2 separate regions of the Mus musculus genome follow, and region 2 is linked to region 1. The links are chromatin contacts, called in public Hi-C maps. All regions are on one chromosome and are shown on one strand. The core of a region is the stretch at or near the end of the contact, and the rest is flanking DNA. Distances in the headings are between cores, read along the strand shown.

Evidence for each region. Hi-C and Micro-C count contacts between places; a contact is called where the count stands out from the background.
Region 2: a contact with region 1 is called in a Hi-C map of CD8 T cells, with 10 times the contacts expected there. The contact joins the promoter of Wrap73 here to the promoter of Mfn2 in region 1.

Annotation. Positions count from the first base shown.
Region 1 is chr4:147,901,124-147,907,966 of GRCm38.p6, reverse strand. It overlaps Mfn2 (mitofusin 2), which reads left to right and starts at 3,058. Exons shown (of 19, transcript NM_133201.3): 1 at 3,058-3,309; 2 at 4,470-4,612.
Region 2 is chr4:154,140,419-154,146,865 of GRCm38.p6, reverse strand. Wrap73 (WD repeat containing, antisense to Trp73) reads right to left here and starts at 4,494. Exons shown (of 12, transcript NM_021499.2): 1 at 4,353-4,494; 2 at 1,471-1,623; 3 at 259-375. The coding sequence starts at 4,421.

The sequences.
Region 1 (6,843 bases), core at 1,809-4,308:
TCTCTCACACACACACACACACACACACACACACACACACACACACACACACACTTTTTTTTTTTTTTTTGGTTTTTCGAGACAGGGTTTCTCTGTGTAGCCCTGGCTGTCCTGGAACTCATTTTGTAGACCAGGCTGGCCTCGAACTCAGAAATCTGCCTGCCTCTGCCTCCCGAGTGCGTGCACCACCACCACCTGGCACACACACATTTTTTAATCTTATTTTTTTGGAGACAAGTTTTCTTTGTGTAACAGCCCTGTCTGTCTTGGAACTCACTCTGTAAACCAGGATGTGACCTTGAAATCAGAAGAGATCCACCTGCCTCTGCCTCCTGAGTGCTTGGATTAAAGGCATGAGCAACCATGCCTGGTTTGTCATCCTGCTTTCTTATACAACCTAGGGCCACCTGCCTGACCACAGTAGTGCCTACAGTCAACTGGGTCCTTCCACATCAATTCACCATTCAAGAAAACACTTCACAAGCTTGCCTACAGACCGATCTTATGGAGGTATTTTCTCTACAGATTTACCCTATTCAGATGAGTCTATCTTGTGTCAAGTAGACAAACAACCCCAAAACTGACCAGCACAGATATCAAACACATTCAGACCATAGAAGTAGGTGAAAGGAGTTAGTACTCCAGTTGGAAACAACCAGTCATTCAGGAATTGTGTACATTGAGGCTGGTGAGTCGGCTCATCCGGCAGTCACCTGAACAAACCTGATGCCCTGAGTTTGATTCCCAGAACTGCCATGTAAAGGGTAGAAAGAACTGACTCCACACATGTACCCCCTACATACATCATTCGCGAGTGTGCACGCACACACTAATAATAAAAATTAAAAACAATGTATGCCTTGTAGAGGATTCTTGAGTTTTGTTCATTTGTGGCAAAGTTTCCTGTGTAATCCAGGCTGGCCTCTCACCTGTGATCCTCCTGCCTCAACCCCTGAGTACTGGGATGACTGACATGAACCGTCATGTCCTGTCCAGGGTTGTTTCTAATAGTGACCATTTTCTGGTATGTGCAATTCATATACACAGTGGAAAAGTCGATCAAAACAGGAATAACTGACATAAGAAAAGCCCCCTGCAGTTGAACCCCAGTACTCGCTAGACCCATTTCTAGTGGCAGTCTGCAGTACTGGAGGAACCTTGCCATTGAGGGGTTAAAGGAAGAGCCTCACAGTTTGGAGTTCTGGTTTAGGCAAGCCCAAGTGGAATGTAAGATTAGAAGCCTGGGAATGGGCTCAGAAGTTCCCTCTTCTGTCCAGGTTGGGATGGGAGCCTAGGCCAAAGCTTTCAGGGAGGCTACAGCAGAGGCAGAATGGACAGGAGAGAGTTTGGGAAAGCTCCTCCAAGCCTCTGGCTTGAGTAAGATTCTGCCAAAGGGAAAGGAAACAGTCTTCAGTTTTGTACTCAAAGAATTCCCTGGGGAGGCTGGAGATGATGGAGGAGGAGATACTTAGCGCACACTATACCCCAAGGCAAGTGCTGGGTGTGTCTCTCCAGTTCAGAGTCAGATGTTCCAGACAAGAAGCTGCCCTATGGGCAGTGACTACAGGCCAGCTCCCATGACTCACCTCTCTGGAGACTCGTAACCGGCGTGCTGATTTACCTCTGAGGCTGTTTGTGGCATGACTGTACCCTGGCTATAGGGCAGTGCCAATCGGTAGAAAGCATAACATGGCAGCTAGGTGTGTCAGTGAGATGACTACAGTCCTAGCCCTTGGGAGGCAGAGTAAAAAGATCATCAATTCAAGGCTGGTTTGGGCTACATAGTGGGAAGCCTGCCCCCAAACAAACAAAAGCAAGGTCGCATGGGCCACAGACACAGTTAAAATATTCAGCTAGCCATATTATCTGCTTTTAAATACTTGGCTTGTTGTTTTTATTTAATGTGTATGGGATGCTGCCTGCATGTATGGAAGTGTATCAGAAGTGTGCCTGGTTCCCCCTGGAAGACAGAGAGGACACTGGATCCCCTGAATTGTAGTTACCGATGTGAGCTAACATGTAGGTGTTGGGTCCTCTGTAAAAGCCATCTCTCTAGGCCCCAACCATATTCATTTATCGTGTGTGGTTGATGTACACGTGCCCTGGCTCTTGTACGGAGGTTAGAGGACAACATTTTATGAGCAGGTTCTTTCCTTCCACCGTGTGGGTTCCTGGAGATGGAACTCAAGCTGTCAGGCTTGGTAGCAGCCATTTATACCTACTGAGCCTTTTTTGTGACCGCCACTATTAGCTCTACTTTTAGAAGTAAGAAGAAACGGGGTGGGGGGGGCGATTTAATTAAGATAATGTATTTCATTTAGCCCAGTTTATCCAAAGCTATAACAACACATCAATATAAAATTACTAATAAGGTAGTTTGCATTTCTTTTTATATTAAACATTGGGGCATTTCTCAGTTTGTAGCAGCTGCATTTCAGGGTCTCAGTAGCTACAAGTGGCTGGTGGGTGTTACTACAGAGCCCAGGCTTGGAGCCCTCCCAGCTTGGGGTCCAATGCAGTATCCCAGTTCTTGGAACAAAATGAGGGGCCAGTGAATGGCATGTGAGGTTGGATAATCATGTCCTGAATGTCCTGGGACTGAGTGAAAATTAAAAACTGCATGTTAGATAGCCAGTGCAATGACTGTCACCTAGTAGCTGCCTGATGCGTTGTGGCTGCTGTTTAGTTGCCTCAAAGGCAACTGAAGGACAATTACTTCACCCTAACGGTCTGTTTGTTCCCTTTGAAGACACTCGGATTATGAAATGCGAGTCTGGATTTCAAAACTGACAGGTGTTATACAGGGTCAAATTCTGGAGCAGCAACAACAAAAAAGGCGCAACAACAAAAAAGGCGCACGCAAACCTCTAATCGGTACCCTTGTCGTGTCCTGCCCGCTCCCCTCCCCGCCGTCCACCCTCTCCCCTCCCCCAACCCCCGTCCCGTTCTCCCACCCCTCCAACCCCTGCTTGACAGCTCGAGGCTCCGCCCTACCCCACCCTGACGGACGCTGATCCAAACTACAACTCCCATGACGCGCTGGGAGCCCCACCCTACAGCTTACGTCATCTGCACGAGACACGGGACGGTTACCAGGCACGCGGGGGCTCCTTTTGGAGCGCGGAGTTCCTAGACACTGTGGTATAGGAGTGGTAAGGTTGAGGTGACAGCGTTCAGAGGCCATCGGCTCGTCCGGGCTGCAGCGGGGCGAGTGACGAGCGCAGCCCCCTCCCCTCCCGCTTCTCTCGGTGTGGCGCCGGCTAGTGACGTGTTGGGTGTGATGGCCGCCGCGAGGCCGGGAAGGTGAAGGTGAGAGGGCGAGCGCGCCGGGGTGGTGGAACCGGCAGGCCCGGGCCGGGAGAGTCCTGAGCCACCCGGCTTAGGACGCTGGGCCTCTGGGGCCTCTGGGCCTCGGGCTCAGGCTCGGGTCACACGGGCGTTTCCCCTGCTGCGGCCTCGCCGTCAAGCCCTGCTCGGCTCTGAGGAGGGGGCGGGCCACCGGACTGAAGGCTGGGAGGTGGGCTCCTCCTCGCAGCTCCCCACACCCTGATGTCTCAGCCCTGTGATCTCCATTCAAGGTCCCTGACCCATTCCCGGTTTTCATCCAGTACTTTTCTTTTTTTGCCAGCATTTTTTTTTTTTCAGCACCCGGTTCACTGTACCCCACTTACGGTGGAAGTCTTTTTACTTATATGCCTTTTCATTGCACCGTTAAGACTCTGAGGGTTGGAGCTATTCTTAATCCGTCCCTGACCCTAGCACCTAACACATTGAAAGGCCACAGTGAATACTGAAAAAGATAGCTGTTTGGAAGGAGAAAGGCAACACTACTGGCCTCCATCTCTTGTAGTACTTTTCTATCCTGTTTTCTAGCTTTGCCAATCATCTCTCCCTTCGTCAGAAAAGGACTCTTGATTGTCCCCTTTTTGTCTTAGGTAGGAAAACACAAGTGAGCTTTGGAGTCACAGCTAGTGTAGTTTGGTGTCTAGCTTGGCTGCTTGGCTCTATACATCTTCCTAGTACTGTAGAGACCAAGTTTGCTCCATAGACTTGAGAATGGAAGGAGAGACTTTACAGTAGCAGGGATACTCTGGCCTTTGTCAGGTCTATTTTTCTTCCTCTCCTCTCCACTCCCCTTCCACTTCTAGTTGGCAGTTCCCCAGTCCTGAAGGCCAGGCCTTGGCCTGATTCAGCTCCCTTCTCTCTCTGGCTGTGTCTTAGCGAGGACCTCTTTGGTGCCTTGCATTAGCACATGGCTTAATATATTAGCACACGGCTAATGTGTTTGTCTCATTGTCATTGTTATTGTCTCCTCCCCCTCCACACACACACTTCCTCACCTGCTTCCTCAACACCGCAATGAGTAAGCTTCCCTCAGGGATGAGTTAGTTTGGCTTTAACACCTGATTAAACATATTTTGCATTTTCTTTCCTGGTGGCCCAGTGACCTCTGCCTTTTTCCTTTCCAGAAGCTTGGACAGGTGGAGTCAACACCATCAGGGGCCAACCTGGACCTGAATCAGCACAGAGGAGACCTCGAGTCCTTTTCATCTTTCTGACTCCAGCCATGTCCACGATGCCCAACCTGTGAAGGTCTCTTACCAGCTAGAAAGTAAGTGAGAGCTGTGGTTTGGCCACCATGGATCTAGATGAAGAGCAAAAGGGTGTGTTCTGCTGGCTCTCGGCTGGCGAGTCTCTCGGAGTGGATCCTGGAGCACAGAGCTCGTGGCTTCCAACTTGTGTCGGAAGGAGCTGCTGTATCTCCTTTCTGCTTCCACGGGGATTTCACTGGTTGACAGTTCAAAGCATGGCCAGGATCTGTCCCTCTCCTCCTTGTTTGTTTGTCCCTGTGCTGGCTCCTTTCCGTCTCTGCTTGGCAGGGGTTGGATTCTTATCATGGCTCCAAGAGTCTGCTGTGCCCTTTACCCTCTGTACTCTTTCGTTTCAATTTCTCAGCTTCTCCTCTGTTCCAGTTGTACAACAGACGATCTCTGGACCCGTTTTGTTTTCTCTGCTAGGAGTTGCTGCATATAAACTGGGTAAGGAGGTGGTGTGGATTCAGGGAGCCACACCTGAGATCCAGGCACCTTGCACTGATTTTTGCTACTGCTGTGCAAACACCTAATACTCCTCCACTAATAGCCTGGGTCAACGCAAAGCTCCTGATGGGCTTCGAGGGCTGTACTGGGTCTTTGTTCAGGGTTGTGTTTGTTTCTGATCTTAAGTTTATAATGCTGTTATGGTGTTCCTGCAACTTCCCTAAACTGCGACCCTTAGAATTTTATCTCTTTATTTTTTGGCTTTTTCAGACAGGGTTTCTCTATATCCCTGGCTGTCTTGGAACTCACTGGGTTGAACTCAGAGATTTGATTGCTTCTGCCTCTCACGCACTGGGATTAAAGGCATGCACCGCCACTGCTGGGCTGATCCTTAGAATTTTAAAGCCTGTTAGAAGTCTCTTCTCAGTCCTTGTTCCCTCTCTTTTGAGACAGGCAGGGTCACATGAAACCCCTGCTGGCCTTGAACTCCCTGGTTAACTGAGGATGGCCTTAAGCTCTGTTTTCTTGTTTTTTGTTTTTTTTTCCAGATTTATTTTGTGTGTGCGTGCGTGCGTGCGTGTGTCACAGTGCACATGTGGAGGTCACACAACTTGTGGGAATTTGTTCTCTCTACCATGTGGTTTCAGAGAACTGGATTTAGGTTGTTGGATGTGGTAGCAGCAACCCAGCCTTGAACTAGTGACTCTCCTGCCTCCATCTCCTAAGTGCTAGGAATACAGTAGTGCCCCATCAGGCCCACCTAAGAAGTGTCCTCATTGAACAACTAGCTGGATGCAGAGCAGTTGCAGTGACACTATGTTTAAGTCTTCCTTTCTTCCCAGGTCTCTGCCACAGTCGTGTGCACAGAAGTGATTTTTTATATAGTATTTTGCATACTGATGTCCACAGGAACTTTTTTCGCATGGACCATTGGGTACAGCTAGAGTTCTAGGGATTACTCTTTGGGAAATGCTGCTTGGTGGCGCACGCCTTTAATCCCAGCACTCGGGAGGCAGAGGCAGGCGGATTTCTGAGTTCGAGGCCAGCCTGGTCTACAAAGTGAGTTGCAGGACAGCCAGGGCTATACAGAGAAATCCTGTCTCAAAAAACAAACAAACAAACAAAAAACTGGGAGCACTTTGAGGGTGTCAAAAAAACCCCCTCAGAATATGCCATTTATTGTAACTAACTGATATTGGAGCTGGGCCCTCTGATTAGGGCTTTCCAGAAGAGGAGCAGGAAGTCAGCCTCCTCCCACCACCCTGTGGGGAAGAGAACTGGCAGGCAAAACCCCAGATAGTAAGGGCTCTTTGGGGGCTTTTTTTTTTTTTAAAGATTTATTTATTTATTATATGTAAGTACACTGTAGCTGTCCTCAGACACTCCAGAAGAGGGAGTCAGATCTCGTTACGGATGGTTGTGAGCCACCATGTGGTTGCTGGGATTTGAACTCCTGACCTTCAGAAGAGCAGTCGGGTGCTCTTACCCACTGAGCCATCTCACCAGCCCTCTTTGGGGGCTTTTATGCATGTATTTTGCACATTTGGTACCTTTGTGCAGTTTGCTGTTTGGAAGGATTAAATTTCATGATCTGAAACATTCTTTCATCTCTGTTTACTGGCTGAGCTCCAAATACTTACTTGGAAACTGCTTTTCAGGAAAAATTGGATTTGGGTATTTAAGGATGGAAGGTTTTAGATTGTTTTCTTGGGGGTGGGGGTGTTCACTAAGCAGGCTGTCCCCGTCACAGCTGTGGCTGGGGAAGGTGGAAATGAGGAGGGTATTATGCTCTCAAAACTGGCTT
Region 2 (6,447 bases), core at 3,245-5,744, 6.2 Mb before region 1:
CATACATTTTCCCTTGTTACTCTAACTTTGGGGCATCTGTCGTTCTTACCCTCCACCATGTGGCAAGGCTTGGTAGCAAGAGCCATACCCACTGAGCCATCTTGCCAACTCCTTTTAATGTCCTATTTTTCTTTAAAATAGAGTTTAAAAATTATACTGTTTATGAACTCTGGCCTGAATACTGCTCCAGAACCAGACTTTCACATTCCCAGGCTATTTTAGGCGAAGAACAGAGTGGGCTACGTTTGGCCAGCTTACATGAAATTCGGTTGTGTTCAGGATGTGGCGGCCATCTGGACTCCAGCAGGAAGCGACCAGCCCCGCAGAGCCCTCGTCGATCTTGCAGTGCCATTCTGGCTGCTCGAGTGACCAGACCTTGATTCATAAAAGAAACACAGAGGAGTGCAAATAGCTGTACCACGCAGGAGGCCTCTCTGAGGGAGAGGATATACACCATGCTACCTCAGATGGCCCAGTGGCTACAAGCCACACTTCCTGGTGACTTCACTGCAGTGCACCTTTGAAGGGTCTGCTCATGTGCCCATCCCTGTGACCTCATTAGTTAGGCTTAGTGAATACTGGAACACGGCCTTCTAGAACCTTCTAGAACTTCCTAGAACCCTGTCCAAGTTGTTCCACTGCCATTGCAAATACCTCCCGCTCAGAAAAATCATGCTCGGGGCTGGTGAGATGGCTCAGTGGGTAAGAGCACCCAACTGTTCTTCTGAAGGTCCGGAGTTCAAATCCCAGCAACCACATGGTGGCTCACAACCATCTGTAACGAGATCTGACGCCCTCTTCTGGAGTGTCTGAAGACAGCTACAGTGTACTTACATATAACCAATAAATAAATCTTTAAAAAAAAAAAAAAAAGAAAAATCATGCTCAAAGACTGAGAACAATTTACTGTTTTGGTGGTGTTTGTTTGTTTTTCCACATCAAAAGTGTTTGGATTAAACTATTAGAGAGCATTACATTTTAAAAGAAAGCATATCTGGGGGCTGGAGAGATGCCTCAGCAGCCGAGAGCACTGACTGCTCTTCCTGATGACCCCGTTCAATTCCCAGCCCCCGTACTGCAGCTCACAGCTATCGGTAACTCTGAGACCTGACACCATCACACAGAAATGCATACAGATAAAACACCAATGCACATAAAATAAATAAATTACACATAAGAAAAGAAGGCAACCTTGAGTCTCATTGCATTTCCCCCTAAACCTGAAAGAAGGGTGCAAACACCTGGACTCCTTCCTAGTCACACTCCTGGAAACGTTTCCTAATTCTAACTCTGCTACAGAAACAGCGCCAGACCAGTTAGTTACACATGAGACACACTTATGTGAGTCTTATGTATATGTGGCATGTGCCTGCCTACACACATCATATATGTAAGTGGCACATGCCTGTTCAAGGCCCACAGACATGTAGCACCCATCTATACACTCTACTAATACATGGTGGTACAAACCTGCACAAGCCCCCGCCTGTACATGGCACACAGGATGAAGAGGGAGTCTGCAGACCACTCTATGTGCTGGATCTGGTCCAGGCATGTGTACAACTGAAGGATCTGAAGGGTCGTCACATCCCGGATCACTAATCGGTACTGGACACAGGAAGCCTAAAAAGTGAGGCAGACAGCACGGGATAGCATCTCTTCTACAGCAGGGAGCCTTGCCTCAATGGCCAGCTCCTCCCCTCCTGTTCGACACACTTAGCTTCATGTGGACCAAAACTTATGGGTCTCATTGCAAAATGAGTTAGAAAAAGATAAAAGGTGGAGCATTCAAAAGTTTAAAAGTTCCACACAGTATATATTAACCAAATTATCATACTCTAACCCACAAATTTGTACAAGTAAATTTTTTTAAAGATTTATTTATTATTATATAGTAAGTACACTGTAGCTGTCTTCAGATGCACCAGAAGAGGGCATCAGATCTCATTACGGGTGGTTGTGAGCCACCAAGTGGTTGCGGGGATTTGAACTCAGGACCTTTGGGTGAGCAGTCAGTGCTCTTACCCGCTGAGCCATCTGTACAAGTAAATTTAAAGATGGGGGTGGTGCACTCCTTTAATCCCAGCACTCAGAAGTCAGAGGTGGGCAGATCCCTGAGTTTGAGGCCAGCCTCCCTCTACTGAGTGAGTTCCAGGACAGCTGGGGCTACACAGAGAAACTGTCTCAAAAAGCCTGTGTGTGTGTGTGTGTGTGTGTGTGTGTGTGTATTTTTTTACTACTTGGGAGTGATGGTGCACACTTGTAATCACTGTACTAGGGAGGTGCTCAACTACTTTCTGAGTCTGAGGCCAGCTTTGCATATTATGCCATTGTCTAAAAGCCAAAAACTTGCACTTGCCTCAGAAACAGGTTTGGATGCACAGAAGCCACATAAAACTGTGTTAATCCTAAAAACTGTTTAAAATCCTAGTTTCTATGAGGAGGCAGAGGGGAGGCAGAGGGGAGGCTGAGGCAGGTACATGTGGGCCAGCTAGCCTGCTTTATGCAGTGAAGAGCAAGAGACCTTGTCTCAAACAAGGTGGAAGGTAAGGAATAACACTGGGGGTTGTCCTCTGCCCTCTACACGTGTGTTGTAGCATCTCTCTGTTTCTATCTCTGTCTCTCTGTCTCTGTCTCTGTCTCTCTCTCTCTCTCACTCACACACACACACACACACACACAGACTCTTTTTTTTTTAATGAAGCCACATTTGTCTTCTGTGGAAAGAGAGCAAGAGGGCAAGTGCAGATCAGAAGGAGGACCTATCAAAGGGCTTGTGTTCTCACATTAGAGTTTGGTGAGCAGTAACCTGTTACAATGGATTCCTTAGGAATCACTTAAGACACCAACACTGGAAACATGGACTCGCTCTGCTCAGGATTTAGGACAAAACTTGAAAGAAACAATTATTAAGAGCTCCACGATATTTTGATGAGCGGCAAGCACAAATATCAGCTAACCCAAATGCAACTTCTTTGCTGTTCACTGAGACTTTCAGAACCGTAAAGCAACCTTAGTCTCTGGAGGCACTTGGAAAAAGGTAAAATGTATCAATGTGTGCGAGGCTGATGGTCTCCTCCCACCTTTACGTGGGTTCCCGAGCCGGAGCTCAAGTCCTCGGGCTTGCATGGCAGTACCTTTCCCTGCTAAGCAGGTCCTACCCTGACACTTCCTACATTGTTAGGATGATGTGTATAAGGAGGGTAAAGGATGTCTCAAAAGCCTGGACAAACACAGCAGGGGTGTGAACTGAGAATCAAGACAGCCAGGCATGGTGGCATGCTCCGTTAATCCCAGCACTCAGGAGACAAGGGGCAGATCTTTGAGTTCAAGGCCAACCTGGTCAGAGCTACAGAGAAACCCTGTCAATCAGTCAATCAATCAATCAATGGTATCAGTCAGTTAAAAAGAGAATGATAGATTAATCAAAGAAAACTTGTTAAAAATTAGGATTGCATTTGTATGTGAGAAGGGTCAGGCACTAGTTACGGCTTATGTGGAGGCCAGAGGACAACATGCAGGAGACAGTTCTCTCCTTCCATTAAGTGGGTCCTAGAGCTGGGACTCAGGTCATCAGGTTTGGTGGCAGGTACCGTTACTAGCCAAGCTACCCGACTGGCACGGAACCACAGTTTTTTAAAATAAGACTTGAGTTTTCCCTGATGGCTTCCTAACGTCAGCCTTCTACAAATGCACAATGGTCATGTTGGCGTACCTTGAAACACCCATCTGAACACTATTCTGCCACCCAAAGAATAGACAGCTAACATCCAACCCTGGCAATGAAAGCTAGTTATTTAAACCATTTGCTTATGACGAGTTTCACAAAGGAGGGCCCCGTTTAACCAGCTCGCTCACAGAAAACATACAAAATAGCAATGAGCTGCCATCCCCTGTGCCCTCAAATGTGTGAAAGCAGAGTCATCTTATCCAACTTTGATGAAGGGAAACTGGAGCCGGGAGCCTGGCACCCACCCAGCCCTGGCCACCTGCTCCAAGACCTCCTTCCTAACCCTGACCACCTGCCAGAATAGCAACCCCAACTCCATCCCCACTCTGCTCCACGTCCTCTTTCTCCACCCTGGTCACCTGCCAGGATCCCCCAGCCTGGCTGGCCTGGATCCCTCTTCGGCTTCAGGTTCGTTCTCTCTAATCATCTGGTTCTCCCTCATCTGGGCTGAAACCCCTCTGCCTGCCTCCCTCTCCCACCTCCCACCCCGCCCCCTAAGTCCAGCCTGAGTCCCCGCGGCCGCCCGGCTCGGGCCCCCTTCCCGCCCCCCTTCGGCCCGCCCCGGCCCCGTGCACAAGTCGCGCGCCCACACTTAGGTTCCGCCCAGCGCGCCGCAGCTCACCAGGTACTTGCCGTCCGGGGAGAACCTGCAGAGCAGGCCCGAGAGCTTGAATGACTCCGAGAAGTTCATGGCCACGGCCAGCCCGGGCCAGCCCGGCTCCGAAGTACCTCCCGCAACCGCCCCAGGCAGCGGCCGGAAGTACAGGGGCGGAAGCGAGCAGCAGCCAATGGGAGCCTCAAGCGGCCGCGCGGCATTGTGGGGCGGGAAGTCCGAGTTTGAGTCTTAAAGGGGCTGAGCGCCTTTGCGCTATAGCGGATCTCCCTGCAAATCCCGAAACGGAAGGCTGAATTCTGACTTCAGATAAATCACAAAATAAATATGTTCCCAAAAGTTACCCGGGGCATACTTAGACTAAAAGACTCCCTTATCTGAAATTCAGGTTGTAACTAGACCTCTGTACTTGTGAACATACATTTATTTACATGTAAATGCGTATTTATGTGTAAGTATATAGTCGTATTTCGATACACCTCTTTAGTAGATAACAAATTTTTTGTTACAGGAGCTGAGAGTGCGGTTCTATTGGCAAAATGATTGCTTAGCATATATGAAACCCAGGTTTTGGTCCGCAGCATCGCATAAACCCCGCACGATGGTTTGCATTAAAAAAAAAAAAAAAATCCTACACCTGAAACCAGAGACGCAGATGTTCAGGGCATCCTTCGCTACCTATAGAGTTGGAGGCTATGCAGGGCTGCGTGAGACCCTTTCTCAAACAGAACAAAGCAAAGTATTTTCCACGTATAAGTATAAATATAGGTTTGCTTTGAGGTTTTCCTGAGAGCGACCACCTGCAGCGTGACCTCGTGACGTTCAAGTGCTTCTCAGGTCTGTGGCGGAACGAATTCGAAGGCATGTGGATCTCGTGGGTCGCCTCACCTTTTTGGAGGTTCTAGTTAGAGTGTGGACTTGATTCAGAGGTGTGGCTCGGTACCCGGGACGGCAGCCTCGGTGGGCACGTAGAATACAGCACCAACTGGACTTCAGACCAGGATCGCTCCCCAAAGCGCTCTGCTCCCTCCCTCGCGCAGCACCCCGCGTCCTGTGCCCCACAAGGCTCCCCATTCCGGTGTCATTCGGGAGGTTGGATGTTCCTGTCTGCACCCAAAGCTTCAGAGGATCACTTAAGGCTCAGCCACTGCCTTTGGAGCTAAGTTCCGAATTCTGAAAGACCGGAATCTAGTATTGCTCGGTCCAGCTCATAGCTCCCAGTCTCTTCCGCACCGCTGCATCTAATTTCCACGAATGAATGAATGAATGAATGAATGAATGAATGAATGGCGGTGCTTGCACCATTCGGAGAGGATCTGCAGAGTGCGCGGCCAGCGTCCTGGCATTTTCTGTTCCCAACCAGTCCCAAACTCTTGCTTGGTATTCATCTTTGTCTCTAATCTGCAGCTCGCAAATAATTACTCCTCGTAGCTATTGGCCTAACACCAGGTCAGGCTTTCGAGTTCGAGAGAGATTCGGTCTGCTCCAACCCACCTCCCTTGCAACGCCACTAGCTGCACTAAAGCGACTTCCAGGGCATGTGGGAACACCTTGGGCAAGGACCACTCTGCAGTGCCACTAAGGGGTCCCACAAGGACCCAACTCCTTCTGTGCGCCAGACTACGGGTCTGCGTGGTAGATGAGGGCACCGGAGACCGCTCACTTGCCCAGAGGGGAGATGGCGGGTGGTGAAGAAGACTTCTTGAGCCAGAGAAGAGTCCCCTGACTAACTCCGAGCCGCTCTATGTGCACAGTTTGTGGGCATCCGTTGGGCATCGCCTAGCACACCAATCCAAGGAAAGACTCTGATACCCTGGGCTAGGAAACCCGGACTGCAGGCCGTGGCCCCCGGGGTGTGTAGGTATCAGGAGGCGCAACTTCTGGCTGGACTTTGAAGAGTCCAACCCAGAGGGTCTGCGCTCGACCCTCTTTCCAGGCGGGCTGTGGTCTCTGCCAGGCAAATCGAGGGGGGCTTCGAGCCGTTCTCAGAGACGGAACCCCGCTGGTGCTGGCCGAACGACAACGGTTCTCCTCCGGGGCTTTCAATGTTCAGTTTCAGTCGGTCCTCTCGGTTTTCTCAGGCCGGGGCGAGCCCTGGAAGAGG